3 separate regions of the Gossypium hirsutum genome follow, and all the other regions are linked to region 1. A link is a contact called in public Hi-C data. All regions are on one chromosome and are shown on one strand. The core of a region is the stretch at or near the end of the contact, and the rest is flanking DNA. Distances in the headings are between cores, read along the strand shown.

Region 1 (4,101 bases), core at 747-3,246:
GAAAGGAGGAGATCCAAATTACGGAACTTTCATTTGTACACATATATATATATATACACATATATATAAACAGAAAATTACTCACGAATTCCGATCATGAGATACAGAAACAATTCTGTTTGACTTTCCACTCCAGTCTATCCCAGAAACAATTTGATCATGCTGTGAAAATTTGACATAAAAAAAAATCATATTGATCAAAAATCAAACATAAAACAAACAAAACTTAACAAAGAAATGCATCAACATCCTTCAATGTAGTCACTTCAACACCCAGATAAATTTTCATTTTATAAGAAGAAAAATAAGTAACTAAACATGATGCTAGGATAGAATTTCCTTCCAAAAGAACAAGAAGACTAAACAGCCTTGTTGTCTTCAACACGAAAAGAGTGGATTATTTAGACTGTGGAGGTCCTCATGTTTTAGTGTTATGCTCAACATCCGTAGTTTAAAGTGCTTCCATTATAACTTGGTCTATCTCACCTAGTCACCTTTTAACTTGTTCTAAGGCATATCCAACAATTCTAGCATGGGCACATTTAAAGAATCAAAAGTATTATAAAATATCAGTACAATTTATTTCCAATCATTTGCAGTCCGGACAAGACTTTGCAATGAGTTTGGGAATCTTGGATCTCATCATGGCTTTTTTTTTCTTGAACTAATCTCATCATAGGCTGCTACTCTTTGTTCTCGCCTTTTAAATTTTAGCTTTATCACAACTACTGTAATCCCCATCACACAATTCAGAACCTAATCTAATAAATCTCCCGGTTGCTTTAGAATTCCCAACTTTGGTTTATAGAGCTTTCCGGTCCAGTTAAAGGTAAAAGAGGTAAAAAGGCAGACTAATATCATACCATAGGTTGAAACCCAAAAATTCATCAGACCTCCATGCTGTGGCAGTGCTTCTATTTACTTACTAAGAAAGGCTAAGATTTCAGACAAGAAACCATCATGTCATCTCATATTTTCCTTTTCAAGAAACATTTTTATTCTTAGTTAAAGAGAGGCTTCAACCTAGGTTCTAGACTTCTAGTCATATCCAATTTGCAAATTGATGTGTTCCAAAAGTACCACACAACATGACTCCAAAATGAAACTTCAAATAACTATTGGAGATGAGTTAAGACATACAGCATAGATAATAGGACTAAATCATAACTTGGTGGTCTATAGGGGAAAATTTTTGATAAAGTACCTTCTGAAGAACATGAACTTTCTCCCACTTGTCATTCACCAATCTATAAATGTGAACCTCATTATTATTTGGGCATAATGCTACCACTGCAGGCAAGAGAAAGTGAATTAAATATGTAGAAAACACAGAAAACAATATCTCATGCAATTTAAAATAAACAGAACCAAATCATTAGTTCTAAAATTCTCAAAACAAAAAAAAAGTTCTAAAAACACGCATCATTTTAATTAAACATGTATCATTAGTTCTAAATCCAGCATATCACCAAAAAATGGAGCAATATAGAATGAGAAAGTAATGTAAAGAAAGAGTAAATTGACCATTAATTTCATTTTCCTCTTCAATTTTACATTTCTAAGACAAATATCACATCACAATAACATTTAACTCAAATATATACATTCTTTTATTTCCTACATTTTCACAGCAACCAACCGAAACATAAAGATGAAGAGAGGGAATGGAATTTCGACAGAAACAAATTAAAAGAATGAATGAATTTACTGGAGTGATCGGGACTCCAAGCATGGCAAGTGATGCACTGAGCGAACTGGTGAACGGCGACGGCCGCCATTTTTAAGCTGATGAATTTGATATATTGAGCTCCGAATGAGATGGAGAGAGATCTCTGGAGAAGAGAAAGAACTGTGAAGCGATCTCAGCTTCGGTTTAAAGTCTCTGTTAACAAACGGAAAGCTTGAAAGACTAGACTAGATACCAAATACCAATAGAGGTGCGATTGGACAAGTTCTCACCCGTCGACTTTGGGGATTTTTAGATTTTGTTTTTTTCTTTTCAGCAGGTTGAATTATGGGCTAAACATTCATTTAGCCCTTATAGTTTCCACTTCTCATTTTTTTCTCCATTACCTCATTTCATTTTTTGATAAACTACACAATTGGTCACTTAACTTTCATAAATTTTCATTTTAGGCACCAAAATTAAAAAGTTTGCAATATGGGCATTGCCATTACATATATCATTGTAGTCACTTTCATTACATACTTTTATCATTTTAGCCACTGGCCTTTAATTTACCATTGCATATACTCATTTTAATCACTCAACTTTAATAAATTTTCATTTTAATCACTTATTTTCTTTTTAAAATTAATTTTTTTCAAAGAAAATATAGGTTTGACAATAAATTAAGTTATTCCGCTATGAGATGAAACCCAAGCTTTTCACTAATAACTTAATTTCATCTTTTCACTGGTAACTTAATTCCATGTAAAAACTCATATTTTTCCTATAAAAATTTAAGTAATTGCTTGTAAACCCCCCAAGCTTTTCCTTTACTGAAAAAAATTAAAATTAATTTCAAAAAAAGATAAAGGAAATTAAAAGATAAAATGTAATTTCCTATAAATAACAAAATAATTTCCTATAAAACATTGGTTTTCCCTTTTACTATAAAAAAAATTCTAAAAAGGGAAAAATAATATGGAAATGAAAAGATAAATTGGTTTTCTTGTAACAAACTAAGTTTATCCTATAATAACTAAGGTAATTCCCTATAAACCCCATATTTTCCCTTCCCTCTCGCTAAGAAAAAAACTAAAATTAATTCTAAAAAGAAAAAAAAAACCAAAGAAAATTAAAAATAAAAAATTATATTTCTAACCCAAATTTTCCCCTATAATAACCAGGTTTTTCCCCTTTCTAAAAAAACTAAAATTGATTCTTAAAAATGAAAAAATAAAGAAAATTAAAAAGATAAAATGAATGACCAAGATGAAAATGTACTAAAGTTGGGTTATTAAAATGATAAAAGTATGTAACAGCGGTGACTAAAATGATAATTGTATGTAATGATAGTGCCCATTTACAAAATTTTTATTTTCGATACCTAAACTGAAAATTTATGAAAGTTAGGTGATTGATAAGGGATAATTATGTATATCTAATTATTGTCCTCTCATGCTTGTTTTAGCTTACTTTTGAGTGAAATTGAATTGTTTTAAGGTCAAATCATGTTTTAGGTCATTAATGGATATGCTTGTGTTTTGTGTCACTTTTATTATTTTGATGTTATTTTAGAGTTTTGGTAATATACGATGCATAAATTGTGTTTTTGATAATGTGTTGATGACTGGAAGACTAAGGACATAAAGGTTTGAAGGCTTGACAAATAGAAAGTCATGCCCCAGCATTGATTTGCTTGACGTCGCGATGTGGAGGACTAAAATGGCATAAGGTGACCAAGGTTGAGGTAGTGACGTTAAAAGATTGGAGGTCATGACCACGCTAATTGTTTGGATTTGAAGAACCAAACGTCCTATGCAACGCCACAACGTTAGGAAGCCAAAGGCACAATGTTGACTGATCAAGCTATAAGGATCGTGCCAAACAGCGAGTGACACTGCGACGTGAAATGCTAAAGTCGAGGTGTCGTTTCCTAAAGTCACAATGTAGAAACCTGAGGCCGTGACGTTAATGCCTTGCTCATTGTATAAGAAAAGATCATTCATGAAGTATGACGTTAGTGTTGGATCTGGTGTCCTAAGTGTAGTATTTTTGGCTATGTACACTTGTATTTTTTCAAAAAAATTGGTTTAATATCATTGTATATTGTCTTCAATAGTTTTTTTATGCAAAGCAAAATGAAAGCAAATATTGGCTCAATGGTTACCTAACGTTTAACTAATACTAAGTGATATTACATGGTCGGATTGTAATATGGAAAGACAACTTGTATTAGTAGATGACCTGTAACACCTATACCCGACTCGATCTTCAGGTCCGAGCTACAGTATGCCAACTTTTTTGTTGAAGCAACTATGATTAAATTAAATATGAATTCACATCATCAAGCTAATATTCATAAAAATTTTAAACAAACAATACAATATGGAATCATTCTCAGGTCCTAAACGAGCTTACAGAAGCTTTTAAGT
Region 2 (3,791 bases), core at 1,147-3,646, 320 kb before region 1:
ATTCTTAAATATATATTTGTTTAATTTAAAACAGCTTTATGAAATATTTTCAAGAAATCTGCCAAACAACAGAAAATATTTTACAAGATTCATCCAAATATTAAAAAAATAAATTATTTTTTAGAAATTATTTTTCGAAAAATATTTTACTGCTAAACAAACGGAGCTTTAGTGAATTGAGCTAATACTCCAACATAAGTAGGTAGAAGAAGAAGAATTCAGTAGCCATGCTGACCTATTAATTTAGCATCTGAACGCTGTAAACCAGTTGTTAGAACTACGTTAGACTAGAATTAATTTATAAAGAAAAGGACTACGCCAAAGCAGTACCAAACTCAGCACTCAAATTCAATGATACCATCTTTCATTCTAACTTCAATCTTAAAGTTCATGGATTATTTCAACTAATTATTACTCAAATTTTAATATTATTTGAATTACATATTTTATCACTTCAAACTTTAGATGGCAGTTTGACTTCAGTGTCAAACTTATTTAAAATATGCATATATGCATTAAATTGTAATTTTATTTCAACTTATCTCTCTCACTTAATTCTTTTTAAAAATTTACCTTAAATAATTAATGTATTTTTTAAAATTACTCATCAAATTATTACCTGCACTAGGCACTGGGCATGGTTGGCCCCCATTTGAAATTGTAAAACCCATTAGAGAGCCGTATCGACCATATAGGCCGCTAGATGTGCATAAAGTTGATGTAAAAATGAAAACTCTAGATTAACATACCTTTACATTAATTATAGTTTAAATATAGACGAAGTCAAAAGATTTTATTAGAGGTTAAATATATTTTTATGATAGTAAAAATATAATTTCATTATTTTAGTAGCTCGTATTTTTATAATTTTTAAAAAATTAAATTAAATTTTTATTATTTTTGAAAGTCAAGATATAATTTTATTATTGTCAATTTAAAATTTTATAAATTATAAAGAGACCTAAAATAAAATAAAAAAATCATTTTAGGGTGAATCGGGATCTCTGCCAGTCGCCGGCTTCACCACTGTGCATAAGGATATTTATTTATTTATTTATTATGTTTTAATATGAGTTAGTAATAAATTAATTTCAATAGATTATTTTTGGTAACTCTCATGATTTGTTTTAAAAAATGAGAAGAAAATATTTTAAAAATCTTATTTTTTATTAATGTTTTTATTTATCTTTCTAATTTCAAGTTTAAATTTATATAAATTATTTTTTATTTAATGTCTAATTATATAATACATATTATGACACAGTTTTAATCATTTCTCTAATGCCAAAAGGAGACAAAATTTCACATCTTTTTATGATAATATTAGTTAGAATCTTGAAATTAATATTATAAATAGGGTAATTACAAATCTTGGCATACGAAATAAAAGATAGATAACTATGATTTTAAGTCAGATTTGATAAACCCCATCACTTTCATCTAAATTTTAGAGATTTGAAGTCTGTTTATTTCTTGACAAGTTGTTCAAAGGTTTGCTCAACAAATCAATTTATATCACAATTTTTTTTTTAAACAGTTAGCTGTTAAACAAGCATCTCTGGGGAGCACTTTTTGTTGATTAAACCGCTGAAGAAGGAAGGAAAAATTTAGAAAGCTTTGATCTGTTTTTCTATAGAAACCATGTTATATAACCTTTAAGTTTTCTAGAGTATTTGTATTTGTTCGTATACAAATATTCAAATATAAGTATAATGTAATATTATTTAAATAAATTAAAATTTTTTAAAACAATTGCATATACTTATCGAACTAATCTTTCAGCATTAACATATACAACCTAAGAGAACCAGGCTGCTTTATTCAAAACCTATCCATTGTCATTGATATAATTCAGTCAATGTGCTAGCCTTCACCAAGAAGCATAGAGCAAATATATAGTCTATAAGTTATATTAGACGTCTCCCAATGCTAGTCTTTATCTAGCCTAAGTTTACTGGCACCTTAATTGAAAGCTTCAACTTAATGGAAAAAGGGGAAATGAATGCAACAAAAATATAATATTCAAGTCTCATATTTACTCCATTTCTGATTCTCTTGGACACAAGACATATTTATATGGATATCAGACTTAAGTCTCTGAGGCAAACTGATAATATTAAAGAAAAAATCTGCAAGAAGCATTGGTTCACGTTTCTTGCTTAAAAATCTTATCTACAATACATTTTCTTCATGTTCTTGTCAATTAAATTAGCTTAACTTTTCAAATGTTCCACCCATTTTGACGACTTCATCATGTTTCTATCTAAATTATTTTTGAAATTACATTTGTATTATTTATTGAAAAAGCTTTCAAAGGGGAGGCTATTGAAGCCTTGACGGATCAGGGTCAAGAAGATTTAATTACTATGGGCTCAGTATTGGTATTGGATCAGAATAAAGGGCTAGAAACACAAATAGTTGAGGGCAATGAAATGGACTTAAATGAGAAAGAAATGCAGATTCCAATCAATGAAGGGAACCCAAAGTTAAATCAAAATTCAACATTTTTATAAGAAATAGAGGAACCAAGGGATCGGGTTGCAGCATCTGAACTTGAAGAGGAACTTTTCCAAATAAGACAAAACAAAAGAAATAAGAAAGTGTTGAATGAGAGAATTAGATTTATGCAGAAGATTCAGGATACAGTGCTCACAACAAAAGAAAAGCTGAAGAGAGATAGGGGAATGAGAAAATTAAAGGGAAATGGGGATTCCAGGAACGACGAAAGCATAGCAAACCTATCGTTATCGGACTCAGACATCAGTAACAGAAGAAAAGTCATTGTTAAAGAAGCGAAGAAGACGTGGGAGGTGGGGAAAAAATTGGGGTTTAGTGTCCAAGGCGATGAGGAGATAGTAATCGAAGAGATAATGAGGATTGAAGGGCAGCAATAGGGAGCTATCAAAGACAGAGGGAGGAGGAATTCAGGATAATTGGTGAGTGGCTGGTTTACTGGATTTTACTTTATTTAATTAGTTCGATTGGAAATATGAGATTTGTCTCCTGGAATATCAAAGGGTTGGGGCCTGTAGCTAAAATAGAAGCTGTCAATAGATTAGTGAGAAAGACTATGGCAAATGTCTGCTTCCTTCAAGAAACTAAGTTAGAAATGGTGTCAATGGATTTAGTTAGAAAATTTTGGGGCGATGACTATTTTGAATTTAAATTTGCAGCTGCAATAGAAAGGTAAGGAGGATTGATAACAATATGGGATAAAGGTATGTTTACAACCAATATGGAGTTTAGTGGGAACAAATTTATTGTAATTGAAGGAAAGTAGGTGTGTGAAAGGATGAAGGCAGTATTGATTAATGTATATGCTCCTAACAATCTGTCAGATCAAAAAATTCTTTGGGAAGATCTATATGGGTTTAGAAGTAAATTTAGTAATGCATGGATAGTAGGTGGGGATTTTAACATGGTGAGAAATAGAAGTGAACGAATCATCTGTTCGGGCATAAAGAAGGGGTCAAAGGAGTTTGGTGACTTTATTGATAGATGTAAATTGGAAGATTTGCCGTTATTGGGGAAAAAGTTCACATGGATTGGTCCGGACAATAGACGTAGTAGACTTGATAGATTTTTACTAGAGGAAGAATGGTTGGTTCAATTGAAAGACTTACAACAGCAAGGACTAAACAGAACGATATCGGATCACATACTAGTTTTGTTGGTAAATGAAACAATCGACTGAGGACCAAGACCTTTCAAGTTAGTTAATGCATGGTTTAAAAAGCAAGATTGTAGGAGACTAATTGAGAATGAATGGTCGGGAATGGGTAGTTTAAAAG
Region 3 (3,714 bases), core at 342-2,841, 510 kb after region 1:
ACAATTCATCCTAACACTTTTCATCCTTCTTGCATTGATTTTGTGTTCCATCAAAAACAAAAGTTGGGACAAATTTCTCTCAGTTTATTCCTGAAACAATGAATTGCCCGTGGCTTCCCCAACTCATGGACATTCCAATTAAAAGTTTTCATTGTGGCCAACTACCCTACCTAGCAGAGCCAGCTGATGCCTCTTCATTGTCGTTTGGCACTCGGTTTCTCTTAGAAGAAAAACTTTGGATGTGCTTCACAACGTCTGTTGTTTTTTCTTCCCATCTTCTACTTGGATAGGACTAGTTTTATCTGATCATATCTCCAAAGCCCAGCAACAGATGGCTCAAAACCACTAGGCCCAAATCCCTTTGTAGTAATGCCATAGATTCCCAACAACATCCCTTCATTAGTGGAGCCTGATTGATTATGATTGAGATTAGGATAAAGATTCCTTAGAAAATCTCCAAAATTGCACAAGATAAGTTCTATTTCCTTATCCAGACTTTGACTTCTCGTTCCATCTAATTTGCACAACCAACGGCTAACTCCCATCGAACCCCTTCTTGTTGGAGCTCGCAAAGTAATATCCCATCTGAAAAAAATCTATGATGAATCCACCCTTACCTTCACCAGATAGAAACTTTCATCATGACCAAGTTTTCCACAGATGAAACAAAATAAGCTATGTTTTTCATATTAAAACCTAGCATAAAACACTCAGTCACCCAACATAACCTTCTTTTTTTGTTTAAAGGCCAATTGCATATCTAAGCAAACCTTTAGCCTCATGTACCGTTTCATCCCTAGAGAAGGAACCATTGTATCATAGACAAAAAAAATCCCCCAAGAAAGATCCAACACGTCGTGCCATTATTTCTGACATAAGGCTCAGTGACAAGTCATGGATTTGGACCCAAAACTCAACATGGTTGAGAGGTAACGTTAGCGGATCCTCTCTTGTCTGTAACTTGTGCATCATCAATAAATGGTTATTGAAAAACCATGGCATTCCTTCTATAATCCTATTCAGATAAACTTCATAAAAGAACTTAAATAAGTAACGCTTCTCATCTAGATCAGTAATAGCAATGCCCCCAATAAGGTGCCATAAATCAGCCATGGTGTTTCTTAAAGACGAAAAATAGACTACACTATCTGTTAAGCAACTGCCAACCAAACAAAAGTGAAAGTCTTCTTTAGACTCAATCGTTTTCTCCTAAAAAACCTCTTCCTCCTCGTCATCAAGATTCAGATTCGCCATCTTATCCTTCATTGATGCACTATCTCAATTTGAAAAGCTGAGCAAAAACTAAAAAGAAAAAACTAAAAAACCATGTCAAAAAGACAGATGGAAAAACGTGCCAAAGAATCGCGGATGAATTTAACGGTGGTTTAGAAAATATCACTTTCATAAACTTTATTGTTGTTTAATCACTCTATCCATATTTTTAATCTTTTAAATAACAAAAAATATTTACTCTATAAAAATTTCCATTAATTTTATAATTATTTTGGGTATTATATATTTATATTTTTTTCAAATTTAAGATCAGCAGTGATTGAAAATGACTAGTAATTAAATCATCTTAATTGATTACTAATACTAGGAGAGTCTAAAAACAGATGTAACAGCCCAGCAGTGTAGAAGAAAGCCCAAATGATGAGAGACCGTCGGTTCCCTTCAGATCAACGGACGTCTGAGAACGATAATCCGTATTTCAAGAAACCTTCCCCCAAAGTTTCTGCCTTGATGTTGACCCAGTTCTGGTCCAATTAAACTAAACCAGAAAGTCCAAAACACCACTTGTATCCTTGATCTTGTTGGCTTCGGTCTATCTCAAAACATCCTTATAAAATGTGAAGCATAGCTTTTCTTATCTTTCTTTTTTAAGTTTTGAACTGTAGGTTTATTTTGGCGAATGGAGAGGGAGCTGGTGGATTTGTTCGAAGCTGCCAAGAAAGCGGCTGATTTAGCCGCTGCCTCCGACGCCGTTTCCGAGGTTTCCCGATGCGTCGATGCCTTGAAGCAGCTCAGGGCTTTCCCTGTCTCTTACGATATTCTTGTTTCTACTCAGGTATTTTTTTTCTTCTCTTTTCACCCGCATTCCATTAATATAGATTTCTTTATTTATTTGAGATCTCATGAATCAACATTCTTATAGCTGGGCTTTTCTTTGCTTTCATTTTGTGACAGTAGATTAGGAGAGAAATTTAATTCCTTTAACTGCATGGTTGAGAAATTAGCTTTTTCTTTTCTCTTGAAATGGTAGCAAACAAGCAGTGCAGTTTATAATATTTTGATTTCGGCTTTTAGATTGTGGGACAGATGAATGGCGCTGCTTCATTTGCTAAATGTAGGAGCATTTAAGATGTATATGGTTATTCCCAGAGGAAGGTTCCTCTTTTATGGTAGAGAAGTGTAGGGGATAGGGTTCTCTCAATTAGTCAAATATATTTATTTTAATCAAAGATTGGGGAGGTCATAGTGGGAGGATTGATAGTGGAGTATAAAATAACAAATCAAATCAATCCTGGCTTGGTGGGCAAATCACACGCCATCACATTTCGTTTCTTCTCAGTTTTCTCCCTAAGGGCGGAACCTCATGCCCCCAAATTTCCCAAAATTTTTATTATACACTTTAAAATTTTCAAATATTTTAATTAAACTTTCTCAAATTTTTTATAAATTCTAGTTCAATCTTTCAAAAGTTTTAAAAAACTTAATTAGAGGTTCCAAAATTTTTGAAAATTTTCATTCATCTTAAAAAAAAAAATTTAATTAAACCCCTAAAATTTATAAAAATTCTTATTAAGCCCCTAAATTTTTTTTTTGAAAAATTTAGGTAGGCCCTCAAACTTAATGGCACGTTCTGCCACAAGTAAGTTAGCAGAATGTTTCTTTCCTTTATTCTCCATCCACCTTTTTAGCATCCTATTTTGTTAACTATTGAGCCTGTTACAAGCTATTCTGTCTTGTAATTTTAGAATTTTAATGAATGAAAAACAGGTTGTTTGATAGCTTTACGATCATGGTTTCGATATAACCTTCTTCTCCATGTGGTTACGTATCTTGTTATGTGTATGTCGTTGAATCTGTAAACTTAAGAAAAATTGATCCCCTATATATATTACAGGTTGGGAAAAGGCTTCGATCTCTCTCTAAGCATCCCAGGGAGAAGATTCAAACTGTGGCTTCTGACTTGCTTGAACTATGGAAAAAGGTTGTTATCGAGGAGACTACCAAAGGTAAGAAAAATGGCACCAGTAGTGCCATTAAGTCGGAGAAACTTCCAAAGCCAAGTGCCGTGAAGTCTGAAAAGCTCTCCAATACAGAAAATGTAAAGGCTGAGAAAGTATCTAAAGATAATTCAGTAAAATCTGTCAAAGTTGAGAAGAGGGAAGCAAATGGAGATGTTGCAATGGCCAAGAAGTCAGATCGGGGAGAGATGGGTAAGGTTGAAAAGATTTGTAAGGATGACAGACAATCACCGAATGTAAAGAAATCATCGCAACCACCTGCTGGTCCACCAAAGCTGACATCAATGGTCAAATGTAACGATCTTGTGCGTGACAAATTTAGGGAGATTCTTGTAGAGGCGTTGTCTAAAGTCCCGAGTGAGGTTGATGGGGACATGCTTGATCAAGTGACTGCTTGCGATCCCATCAGAGTTGCTGTGTCTGTAGAATCTGTGATGTTTGAGAAGATGGGTAAATCAAATGG

What was found. A called contact is a pair of places that touch in the nucleus more often than the background predicts.
Region 2: a contact with region 1 is called in a Hi-C map of leaf, with 4 times the contacts expected there. The contact joins the enhancer-like site here to the promoter of LOC107896882 in region 1. A contact is called at or near these places in 7 of 34 Hi-C or Micro-C datasets (anther, hypocotyl and leaf).
Region 3: a Hi-C map of leaf shows a contact between it and region 1, with 2.6 times the contacts expected there. The contact joins the promoter of LOC107896850 here to the promoter of LOC107896882 in region 1. A contact is called at or near these places in 2 of 34 Hi-C or Micro-C datasets (callus and leaf).

Annotation. Positions count from the first base shown.
Region 1 is chrA10:89,133,211-89,137,311 of Gossypium_hirsutum_v2.1, reverse strand. It overlaps LOC107896882 (actin-related protein 2/3 complex subunit 1A), which reads right to left and starts at 1,996. Exons shown (of 15, transcript XM_016822180.2): 1 at 1,709-1,996; 2 at 1,205-1,290; 3 at 86-162. The coding sequence starts at 1,778.
Region 2 is chrA10:89,452,571-89,456,361 of Gossypium_hirsutum_v2.1, reverse strand. No RefSeq gene overlaps it. Among protein-coding and RNA genes, the nearest start is that of LOC121208361, 4.5 kb to the left of the region's middle. Within about 2 kb of position 2,396, at least 5 of the 9 cell types and tissues checked have an H3K27ac peak or open chromatin away from gene starts, as enhancers often do. A contact at or near this core is called in leaf, where this site is marked.
Region 3 is chrA10:88,624,850-88,628,563 of Gossypium_hirsutum_v2.1, reverse strand. LOC107896850 (transcription elongation factor TFIIS) reads left to right here and starts at 1,591. Exons shown (of 2, transcript XM_016822146.2): 1 at 1,591-2,068; 2 at 3,128-3,714. The coding sequence starts at 1,913.